Regions from separate parts of the Rattus norvegicus genome. Here region 1 is linked to region 2. A link is a contact called in public Hi-C data. All regions are on one chromosome and are shown on one strand. Each heading gives the region's core, a stretch centred on a gene start, on an enhancer-like site or on the middle of the called end of the contact. The rest is flanking DNA. Distances are from core to core; before and after follow the strand shown. Region 1 holds the start of Mrpl15 (mitochondrial ribosomal protein L15). Region 2 holds the start of Atp6v1h (ATPase H+ transporting V1 subunit H).

Region 1 (6,035 bases), core at 3,322-5,821, 260 kb before region 2:
TAGGTGAACAGGTCCATGATGGGTGGAATGGCATGTTCCTGCTACCTCAGAACTCGGCAAAGGCAGGCAGGGGTCAATAAGGTCTATACCGTGAGTTCCAAAACAGCCTGCCAGAGCTACCCTGCCTCAAACAACAAAAATTATTCAAGAAAGATTTTCCTTGAGGCTCAGAGAGGACTTAGAGGTTAAGAGCTCTTGCTGCTCGGGGTGGCTGGAGGTTGGTTTCCATTACCCATATGGTGGCTCACAACTATCTACATATGACTCCAGTTCTGGGGGATCTGATGTCATCTTTTGAACTGTGTATACATATGGTACATATAAACAAATAGACAAAACCCTTATATACATAAAGTAAAGGAACTGAATTGAACTTCCTGATATATTGGCATGTGAACACAGACACACACACACACACAGAGACACACAGACACACACTCACACACACACACAGACACACATACTCACACACACACACACAGACTCATACACACACACAGACTCATACACACACAGAGACACACAGACACACACTCACACACACACACAGGCACACATACACACTCACACACACACACAGACTCATACACACACACAGACTCATACACACACAGACACACACACACTCACACACAAACAGACTCACACTCACACACACACTCACAGACTCACACTCACACACACTCACACACAGACAGACACACACACACACAGACACACAGACACACACTCACACACACAGACTCATACACACACACAGACTCATACACACAGACACACACACACTCACACACACACACAGACTCACACTCACACACACACACTCACAGACTCACACTGACACACACACTCACACACACACTCACACAGACTTACACTCACACATACACACTCACACACACACACAGACACACATACATACTCACACACACACAGACTCATACACACACACAGACTCATACACACACAGACACACATACACACTCACACACACACAGACTCACACTCACACACACACTCACAGACTCACACTCACACACACAGTCACACACACACTCACACAGACTTACACACACACACACACACACACACACACACACACACCACCGGAAAAAGCCACAGACAGCTGTGCTCTGAATGTACATCAGCCTTCTAAAACCACAGCAAGTGTGAACTAGGGCTTTGGGTTTGTTTGTTTATTTATTTTTATTTTATTTTATTTAGTCCATGTGTATGTGTGTTGTCTGCATGAATGTCTGTGCCCCACATGTATTTAGTTCCCATGGAGGCCAGCAAAGGATGGACGATCTCCTGGGACAACAGTCACAGTTCTGAGTACCATATAGACACTGAGACTTGAACCCAGGTCCTCTAACAGCCAGTGTCCTTAACCACTCATCTATCTCTCCAGCCCCCAAGAAAGGGGTGTTGATTAAGCAGTCCCTAGATTCACCTTCCACAGTTTTAGTTACTAGTTGGAGGCCATTCGTAACTCTTTCTGCAGAGCTAGGAATCGAACTGAGACCCTGTACAGGCTGGAAGTGCATGTCCAGAACCTTTAGGTTTTAAATTGTGTTCAGTAGCATAAAGAGGTCTCATGTTGCTTCCTTCCTTCCTTCCATGAACCCACTTATGATGTTATTTTCCCACTTCATACAGTGTCCACCCATCAGTCTGACATAGTACAGCAATGCTGGATGCAGTTAAGCCTTACTCAGTGAAAGCCCCAGTGAGAGCAGTGGCGGTGACACTTCCCAAATGACACAGAGGAGCCATGAGGTGTGTACCTGAAGTACAGGGATGGAACTTCTCCATTTACTAAAGAGTCGTAACTTAAGGCTGAGACCTAGAGCAATTCATTCATAACCTCCCGCTATGTCTAACTTATAAACTAATCTTTATTAGAGGTCTGTATGAAAATAAAAAATACTGTCCCAACAGTTTGGTGATGTCCACAGTGAAGCATCTATGTTGTATGTGGGGATAATGACAAGGGACTATTGACTATGGCAAAGTAGCTACAGCGTACCAAACAACAAAACAAACAAAACTACAAGCTACACTTACCTCTTCAACCAGCTGGACCCCATAATCCCTTTTAAGTGGCTGGATGGTCACACCTCTCCCATTCACAAGCTGCGTTAAGTCAATAGGTTGAGTTGGATCAACTCGACCTAAATCAATGAGATACTGTAGTCTCCTGAGACTCAGAGGCTGATACTGGTGCCTGAAACTGCAAAACAGGAATATAATAATTAGAAAACACCAAGTAACCTTCCTCTAGCCTCTTCAGATTTCCAGTGTTTCCCTTTATAATTTCTGATGGTCTAAAATAAACTTAGAAGCACAATACAAAAACATCATAAAACACCAGTGCTTCCTTTGTTCCACTAAAAACAATTTACCTCTCTTAAACATTTACTTCATTCATGTACACAAGTAACTCACAGAAGTTTAACTCAAAATAACATCATAGGATAAAATGGTAGCTACTACAATGTGCCATATACATATTTTATATACATATGTATTACATGTAATATGTATATACACATAATATATATGGGATTTGTGTCTATGTGTATTTACATGTATTTTTCAAATATATACATGTTTAAAAAGGTAACATATATGGAAATAAAATTATATATGGCAAGATAAATTTACCTTTTTAAATTGCTAATCATCTAAGGAGTTACAACAGCAAGCCCTATTATCATCTTGTTGGTGTGAGTAGAATGTCTGTGTAAATTTGCTTTTCTGGAAGCACACACACAGTGACACACACAATATAGGTTAAGCCACATTACTAAAAATTATTCGAAGGAACAGCACCATAAGTTTGCTTCTAAGTAAACGTAAGGTTTCTACCAAATTACTCATGTAAGTCTTCGTGGAAATTGGGATTTGTACTTCAAAAGAAAATCAACCTTACCTATGTCCTTCATTAAATCCATATTTTGGGATTCGGATGTAAAATGGAGTCTGCCCTCCCTCAAAGCCCAGCCTGGGCCGGGTTCCTCTCTGTCTTTCTCCTTTATGGCCTCTGCCACACTTCCTACCTCTTCTCCGATCTCTTGGACGTCTTTCCTACAAGAAAAAGTGGATTTTTAAGATGTCCAGACACATTTCTGAAAAGTGTGTTTCACTCACAGCATACTCCATATTAATGCCCTTTATTCATCGAATCAGAGCTGGGGTGCTGAGCTCTGCTCTGGCTGCCTGTTCATCTTTATAGTCCACCTACATAGTTCTCTCAGAAGGGAGCTAATCCTAGTAACCAAAGTACAAGGAGAAACACAAAGCAAGGTTCTAAGGATGGGATGGAATCCAATGGGAGAAACAAGCTCTACAAAAAGATAGGTCCCTGTAGTGATTGCTACCAGGTAGGTTGAAACAGAAGGATTCAAAGTTGAAAGCCTGCCTGAAGCTACAAAAACAGGTCAAGGCCAACAGCCCCCAATTTACTGAGACCCTGTCGCTGAATAAAGCTTTTAAAAAGCAGGAAAGGGTTTGGTGTTAGAGCTCAGTGGTAGTGAGCTTGAATAAACAAGCTAAGGGCTTAACTTCAGTCCTCAGTAGAAAGCGGCTGGAACAAAAAAAGAAAGAAAGAAACAAAGAAAGACAGACCCTAGAACTAAACAGCCAAAACGAGGCTTGAATGATATTTAAAGTTTTATTTTTAAATTAATCATAAATACATAATTTTACCACATATGGCTAAGGAAATTTCAATTTGTGCTAGGGACGCCGCATTCTAAATTCCTACAAGCTCCTGGAAACTCTGATGCCTTGTCCCCCTCCACAGAATTGTAAATCTGTGGTGAAATGATTAATTGTAGAATGACTTCTCACTTAGCTGTAAATGCCACAGAAACGAAGTAATTGTGACCTATCTTTCAAAGCCCTCCGCACCCTCTCCCCCTTTAACCTGGGCCTATGGGAACTGAGAATGGCTGGCTGCACCATAACATAAAAAATTGGCTAATTACAACGGGATAGAGTCGGGTAGTCTTTCGGTGTTTTCTAATTCCGTGACATCTTTCCTTTAAATTACTGTGTCAACCCCTAAAAGCAGTATATTAAGTTACAAATAAGAGCCAAGCGACACCACCATTTCTACCCCCTGGACATTCTACACCCTGGACAGCTGAAGTGTAAAAAAAAAAAAAAAAATCCATTAGAATTTACAATTATGATAGGCACTTGCTAAGCACTTCAGTTTTAACGCAATTTTGGATGAATTACTCTGCAGCTCCCGAGTGTGTGCCTCTCTGCCTGCTTAGTATCTTTATGCTTTAAAACTGGGCGCACGCAGAAGAGGGCCAGGCGCTCACACTCGTCCATCTCCAGCATGACGTGGCCCCTGCAATCCCCCCACCGCCGCCAGGCGTTTACCCGTTTTCTGGAGTTAAGACTGGGCTTCAGATTGGCCAGGCTCACTCTCGGCAAGGACCGCAGAAGGTCCAGACTGGTCCCGCGGCCAAACGCCATGCCAGCCATGGCCCACGGTCCTTTCAAGGGCGCCCAGAAGGCGGCGAAGGCTCCGCATTGCTTTACGGCCACGCCCCGCCCCTGTCGCGCTGCAGTGCGCCATGCCGCTCCGCTCCTGTCGTGCTACAGAGCGACAGCATCCGCGGTCGGCAGGTTCTGTCTTCCAGCTTCCAAGCTTAGTGGGTTTTTACCTTTTGCGAGATCGTGCTTTTTCCTCTGGCTTGGGTACCATCTTGTGAACGAAAAATATTCTCCTCTGCCCTGTAACGACTGAACACGCTGTACGGTAGAGGATCTTTTGAGTTAAAACTCGGCTCTGTTGTTTTAAAAGTGGAGCTTCATGAAGCCAAATGAATCCAAAATGATGTGAACAGTTTCTAGCTTTGGAACTTTATTTCTAGCTTTAACTGTTACAATGCCTGGCTCTACAATTGTCTAATTAGGTTCAAGCTGAACTTTTCTGGGACATCGTCCTGCTTTCCAGCTATCATTGAACTGCTAGCTTGCCTTGCAGTTAATCATGGGGGCCATACTCAGCTGCTGCTGTGTGCCAGAAACCGAGTTAAAGTTAGCCTTACCAGATTCATATAAACAACCACCCTAGCCCCAGATTAAATGATTATAAAAACTTGTCTTCATACAAGTAACAGAGAACAATGTGTCCCTTTTTATATTCTTTTGCCATTCCACTACCTTGCTGGAGAATTGCTCCTACTAGCTCTTACTGACAGTTATATGGTGAAAGTGGGACAACTTGTAATGGGCAGCTGTTTCAAACTCAACTGAACCTTTATTTTTAACTTTTTATTGGTCTCTTGTGAGTTTCACATCGTACACCCCAGACCCACTATCTCTCTGTCCCTTTTGCCCTTGCAACCTCTTCCATCCCCCCCCAAAAAAAACCAAAAAATAAAAATAAACAAAGTTTAGAAAACATCTCATTGTGAAGCTGTAATGTGTGTCACAGTATGTCTTATACTATATCCTTTTCCCCATACGTCCTTACTTGCAAATGTGCATTGGTCAGGTTCTAAGTCTCTGGCTCCTGCTATACCAATATTGGATCCTCACAGGGCCTCCTCTCCGCTATCCTCCTGTTGTCCTATGTCATTGAGATCCTGCAGCTTTGGATCAGCAGGAATAGCCTTTTCATGTGTTCCAACATGCCATACATAAGGTAGACTCAAAACCATAGATCTGAGCCTGGTTCCAGAGCCTGCTGGTCAGTCAACACAAAATCCACGACTGGGAGTATGAGGATGATTATAGGAAAGACAAAAAGAGAAGATGCAAGAGACAGAGATGGGAAGGCTGCTTGTGAACGCCATGCCAGGGAGCAAGTGTATTTTCTCAGTATCTTAAAGGCAAGCAACACAGACCATGACCAATTCCAGGAAGTGAAACAATGAACACAAATGCTTATGTGGTGAGTTTATGGTACACAGTATCTTTGTTTGGCTAAGGCCATTCATTTCCTTCAGGCTTGGACAGTCTCTCAAGGACGTATGTGTAAGCAGGGGAACTTGACAGGATATAATTCA
Region 2 (5,673 bases), core at 943-3,442:
AAATAATAGGGATGCAATAGCCACAACTTCATGTTACTTTATAATAGCCAGACCATGTCCCCTACACAGCCTAGAACCTAGTTTTCTCTATTTGTAATGGTTGATCAAAAGGTTACTGAGTTGCTTTTCCTCCAGGCTTATTGCTGACATTTCAAGCTGACACTTGTTTATGTGGTGCTGTTGACATGCTTCCAGACATCCTCAGTGGTTTCTGGGTACCAAATATCAGTATCCCTCTCTCGTGCTCTAATAGTAACCCTCAAAGTCCCAGTTTCAATTCTAAGAGCTTCTCCTAGAACCTACAAAACACGTACTACATTTGCAAGACAGTCAGTGCAAACAGCTTTGAGACTTGTAGATTTGTTGTGAGTTATTTTACGACACGGTTATTGGGTCAATTCTAGCATTCTCTTGGTAAGCACATCTTCAATTTAGGGTACAGTTTTTACAGTACCCTTTCGGCTGGGTGTAGCTCAGTGCTAGAATATACGTTTGGCATTGTTTCAATCTCTGGACAACCCCATCGCAAAGGGACTTAATTCATAGTATCATTTTGAAAGAAAAATTTCAAGTATGCAGCGTAAAGATTATCTTACAATTACTTAATTGTGTTTGTACATGTGTTTGTCTCCTGGTTCATGTTGTGATGCCCAGGCTGGCCTTCATCTGCCAGACTTCCTCTTCCTGCCCCAATTCCAAGATTACAGACGCGCACTACCATGCCAGGCTGTGGTATTCAGTAAAAAAAAAATTACATTAAAATTTTATTTATGTACGTATTGTGTATGGCTGTGGGCATGCACACTGAGCACTGAGTGAGTGGACGCCAACAGACAACTTTCAGAGAGCCTGTTGTCACCTTTCACCTTGTGGGTCTGACGATTGAACTCAATGGTTGGATTTGGTGACAATGCCATTGTTTACCAGGAGAGCATTTCCATGGCCCAGAACTATCCAGTTTTAAAGAGGTAACATGGCTCTACTTCAGGGTTGGGAAATAGCAGTTTGCGGAGTGCTTGTCTCACTCAAGGAGGCTCTGGGTCTAATCCCCAATATGGCTAAAAACAAAGTTTTCCTTCAGAAAAACAAGGCATATTATGTAAGGTCTAAGATATGGGCTCTTTTCTATTAGCAACTTGCCCTTTGTATTCTTATCCAGCAACTTACATTAAATCAGGGTGTATCCTTCCACATAATTTCTGACGGAAAATTGGGCCCATGATGTCCTAACCTAATGAACCGGTGAAACTAAACCCGTGAAGCTATCAACTTGCTGGGCAAAGGGGAACCAAAGGCTGAAGAAACGAACAGGTTAAGGATCAGGAGAGCTGCTTGGGTTATCCAGGTGAAACTTGGATACCTCTTTTGAACTATGGTCCGTGATGGTGATAGTGACTTAGAACACAGAGGGTAGAAGAACAGATTCTCCTGAGCCTCTAGCATAAAGTCATTCCGGCCTAAAGCAGTTCTGGAGGGAGAGACCCATTTTTCTGGACTTCTGACCCAGACACCTGAAAGACGATGAATTTATGCTTCATTTAAACCACTATAATTGTGGTAATTTGTTGCAGTAGTGGTAGAAAATCAATATCATCTCCTACATTTTTTTCTTTTATAACTCATGATGGTTTTTGAAACTTGACCTCAAAAAGATTTTTTTTTAAAGTAACAATATACTGTTTTTTGTTTGTTTGTTTTTTAGGTACATTCCTTTGTGTGCTTTTTTACTTGCCTCCAACACTATTATATATATTTTGGTATAATCTGAAGACAAGGCCAGCTCAGGCCTTTGGGTTTAAGATAGGATGTGAGAAATATATACGCTGAGAGCAAGTGAAGTTAGGTAAACAATGAGTAACGTTTTTCTGAAATATATATTACTGGTTAAGCCTGTAACCGTGGGTCTATGACTCATTTTTCAGTCTGAGTTTTATGCTTAAAATCTGAGTATAAATGCCTGGTCCGAAGAGATGGTTAAGTCAAACAAACCAAAAATACTCAAAGGTCATAAACCAAATTTCTCCAAAGACTGATGTCAGGAGCTTTGGCTTTTTTGGTAAGGGCGACTTGCTGGGTGGGAATTTTGCCATTTTAAAGCACCCGAGGAATTGGCCCCTGTCCGGCCGCCTAGTGCGCGGTGCTAGCACTTTTGGGCCCTCTCGGCTTCCGCGGTCCACTGCGGTCACGTGCCGCTGCTCACGTGCCCAGACGCTGCTGTCACTTTGCAGCTGTTCCGGCTTTTTCCGTGAGAGCCTCTTAACGTCTGTCGCGGAGTCGCCTTCCCATTGCTCTGGGCTTTCCGTGGCCACTGAGGCTTCGGAGCTCGACCCGCACCTGCCTGCCCTTGTGGCCCTCACTCCCCGAGGCTATCCAGGTGAGGCCGCCTGGGGCCCCTCTTCGGCTCCCGAGAGCGGGCTGCTTTCCCTGCGGGCCGCGCCAGGGTCTGCGGAGCTGCAGGGCCTTCACCGCAGAGGGAAGTAGAGGACGTGCGGGGGTGGGCAGGCTTGGGCCAGGGCCTGGGTAGAGTCGCCGAGGCCCGGAGCCTCCCCGGAAGGCCGCACTGTGCCCTCGGGTTCCAGCCTTTCCTGGATGGAGCCGGTTCTACCTGGGACCCGCAGTCCGCGCTGACCTTGTTTGTTTAGGCAGCAAGTCCCCACAAGGAGAATTTAAGTTCCACACTGACTAAGCACATTGGGAACGCGGAGTAGAATTTAGGTATGATTTGCCTTTCCTCCTTTTGCTCGTGGGCAAGAACGTAAGTTTTGGGAATGGAGAGTTCGGTGTTTGCATTTTAGTAAAGTAAGGTGTAACATGTCTATTAAGTTGACTGATGTTTTATTTTTGTAGCTCATTATTGTACATTTTTTCTTGTCAGAATAGACTCCTATCGTTGGCTGTACCCAAGTTGGAAAGGAAATTTCTTTCAATATTGATTTCGAAAAATGTTTTGTCAATTTCTGTTTGAAAAGAAGGCACTGGTGTTTGAAAAAATTTACCATACCACTTGGTATATTTTATTTTGAATCAGTGATTTTTAAAGGAATTAATATAACGTCTTTGCAAATTGAAGCCTAATGGATGCCATTTAAATACCATAGTTGGCCCTTTTCGGTGTTTTAGTTTTTGTATGAGAGATTTGAACATGAGTGAACAGATTTAGAGCAGTGGACTTTGGGGCTATTTTTAGCATATTCAAAGACCTGGGTATGATTGCACTAAAGGTGGTCAAAGAGTTCTGCTTAATATTCTGTTTAGTTTTAATTTTGCTGTCAGCCTCTTAAATGGTCATTTTAAAAGTTTCAAAGTATATTGCAGCTAATAATTAAAAACTCTTCCCTGGAAAAGAACAAGCCAACGGAAAGACCTTTTAAGGGGTGGTAGACAAAATTTGAAATTGATTAATGCCGTTCGGAGCTAGGATCTTTACTACTCAAGCTAAGTGAAATGAACGTGGTTGTATTCATACTAGTAGTTCAAAAATTAAAATGCCTGCTATTCTGTTTTTATCTTGGCCCTAAATTGAAGGTCTGTGAAACATTCAAAATCATAAAGTTTAGATGACCAAGATGGACATTCGAGGTGCCGTGGATGCTGCTGTCCCAACTAACATCATTGCAGCCAAGGCTGCTGAAGTTCGTGCCAACAAAGTGAACTGGCAGTCCTATCTTCAGTGCGTACTGTTTGTTGTGAGTCATGGGTGTCTTGTGCTTTTGCCTCAGGCTCTTTCATGGTCATGCTTCGATGAGAGAAATACTGGAAAAATACTAATAAATTAATTGTAACATTTCCTCCTCTCCAGAGCTAGCTGTCTCAGGGTGTCTGCCTGGTATGGTAGGACAGCTTGGGGAAATAGAACAGTTCACAGTAGTTATTTTATTTTATTTAACTGTGTATTTAACTGTTTTTGCCTACATGTACGTATGTATGTGTGCCACATGCATGCTAGTGCTCTCTGAGCTTAGAAGAGGGTCTCAGATACCTTGGAACTGGAGTTACAGATGGTTGTAATACACACACGTGTGTTTATGTGCTGAGTGCCATGCCTTTGCAAATCAGAGCAAATCTGCAAGAACTGGTTCTCTGGTACTGGGGATCAAACTGAGGTTGCCAGGCTTAAGTGGAAGGTGCATTCTTCCCCCACCCTCAACCCCGCCCCTTTCATCAGCCCTCCTTTATTCTTCATACTATTTTATCATTTTATTTCATATGGGTTTATTTTGGCATATTTATAACTGAGTTACTGAGATTCAGATTTGAATGCGCACGTTGAAAAATCAATTATGAAATCTGTTGCTTATTTTTTGTCTTGCCTACACAAAGGTTATGTAGATTAGCACTTCAAAAGTAACTCATAGTATCAAAACAGACCTTTACTTCATGGATAGCTATGATGATAGGAAGATAGACTTATGAGTGTACAAAAAAGGGTAGCTGATTCCACCATCAGGAGTTATCGGATGCAGTGATCCTTCAGTTGAGTTTTCAAAGATGAGTGCTATTTGACCATGTGACAAAAAAGAGGATCTGTCCAAGTACAACAGAAACTGAAATAGAGGGAAGATTGTGCTGGAAGTTATTTATGGTGTGTAGGCAAGCAGTGGTGAGAGCTGAAGCTCACAGCAAGGCAGAGGATGGTTGTGATATTCTGGGTACCTGGGTACCTTGAGGAGTTGTGCCTGTTCCTGTCACTTGGTGCTTTTCAGGAGGATTCTTAAGTTATGAAACCCTCAATGTATTTGAAGTCTAAGAAGGTCAACATGTACAACACATGAAAGTGATAGTCAGTTATAGGTGATAGCTCTTATTGTAGAGTTGTCTTTTCAAAAGAGTCTCTCCTCATGGGGGAGCTTTGAGCAGCCCAGCTGTAGGGTGCTTGAACAATGAGTGTGAATGTGGAATGCAATGTACCACTACAAGAACCCAAATGCCCAGTCTCCTGAAAGTCACCACTAAGGCTGCTTAGCCTGGAGTAGATGACAGAGGTCACTGCTGGATGGATTGTTTGCATTCAGTGTAAGAGTGGGTTTGTGGGAACTAGCTAAGCCATAGGAAGAAGTTGTAATGGCAGTTTTAAGGTTGTTAGAATGCTGAGAACTGGACAGATTTGAGAAAGATAGTGCTCAACTTGACACGTATGGGTGAAAGATGTCTAAGTTGACATCCACATTCCTGTTTTAAGAACCTGGTATATTGTGGGGTCAGCCACTAAAGGACTGGCAAAGAAAGATGTACATATAATTTTCCCCATTGGTCAATGTGTAATTATTTAAATGCTCTGAACTCCTGACTTCGTTAGTCTAGAAAGCTTTTAGATTAGAGGACAAGGAGTTGCTTGCTTGTAGAGCCTGACTGTTTGTGAAGTAAACAGAAGAGTGTTAATCGTGAAGCAGTAGCAGGGCAGCAGAACTTCTGGCTTGCTTTTGGAGTGATTTTCAATTGTATACTTTTCTAGTCCTGAGGCTCTGGGGCTACATGCATCTTGCTTTGTTTTTTCCTAGTTTTGACCTTTACTTTGTGGTCTGGGTAAAGATTCCTTTTATAAGTCCCTCTGCTCTGCATGTTTATGTGTAAATGTTCCTCAAATGTAGCCAAATGCTTGTTCTTGAGCTTTCTGATATGAGGACACTAGTGGATATAAAAGCCCTAAAAGAACAGTTACATGCTGGATATGAC

Evidence for each region. A called contact is a pair of places that touch in the nucleus more often than the background predicts.
Region 1: a Hi-C map of Schwann cells shows a contact between it and region 2, with 5 times the contacts expected there. The contact joins the promoter of Mrpl15 here to the promoter of Atp6v1h in region 2. A contact is called at or near these places in 4 of 12 Hi-C or Micro-C datasets (Schwann cells, frontal cortex, liver and 1 more).

What each region holds. Positions count from the first base shown.
Region 1 is chr5:19,526,282-19,532,316 of GRCr8, reverse strand. Mrpl15 (mitochondrial ribosomal protein L15) reads right to left here and starts at 4,571. Exons shown (of 5, transcript NM_001399003.1): 1 at 4,399-4,571; 2 at 2,936-3,090; 3 at 2,068-2,233. The coding sequence starts at 4,503.
Region 2 is chr5:19,267,559-19,273,231 of GRCr8, reverse strand. Atp6v1h (ATPase H+ transporting V1 subunit H) reads left to right here and starts at 2,192. Exons shown (of 14, transcript NM_001398985.1): 1 at 2,192-2,374; 2 at 3,526-3,670. The coding sequence starts at 3,558.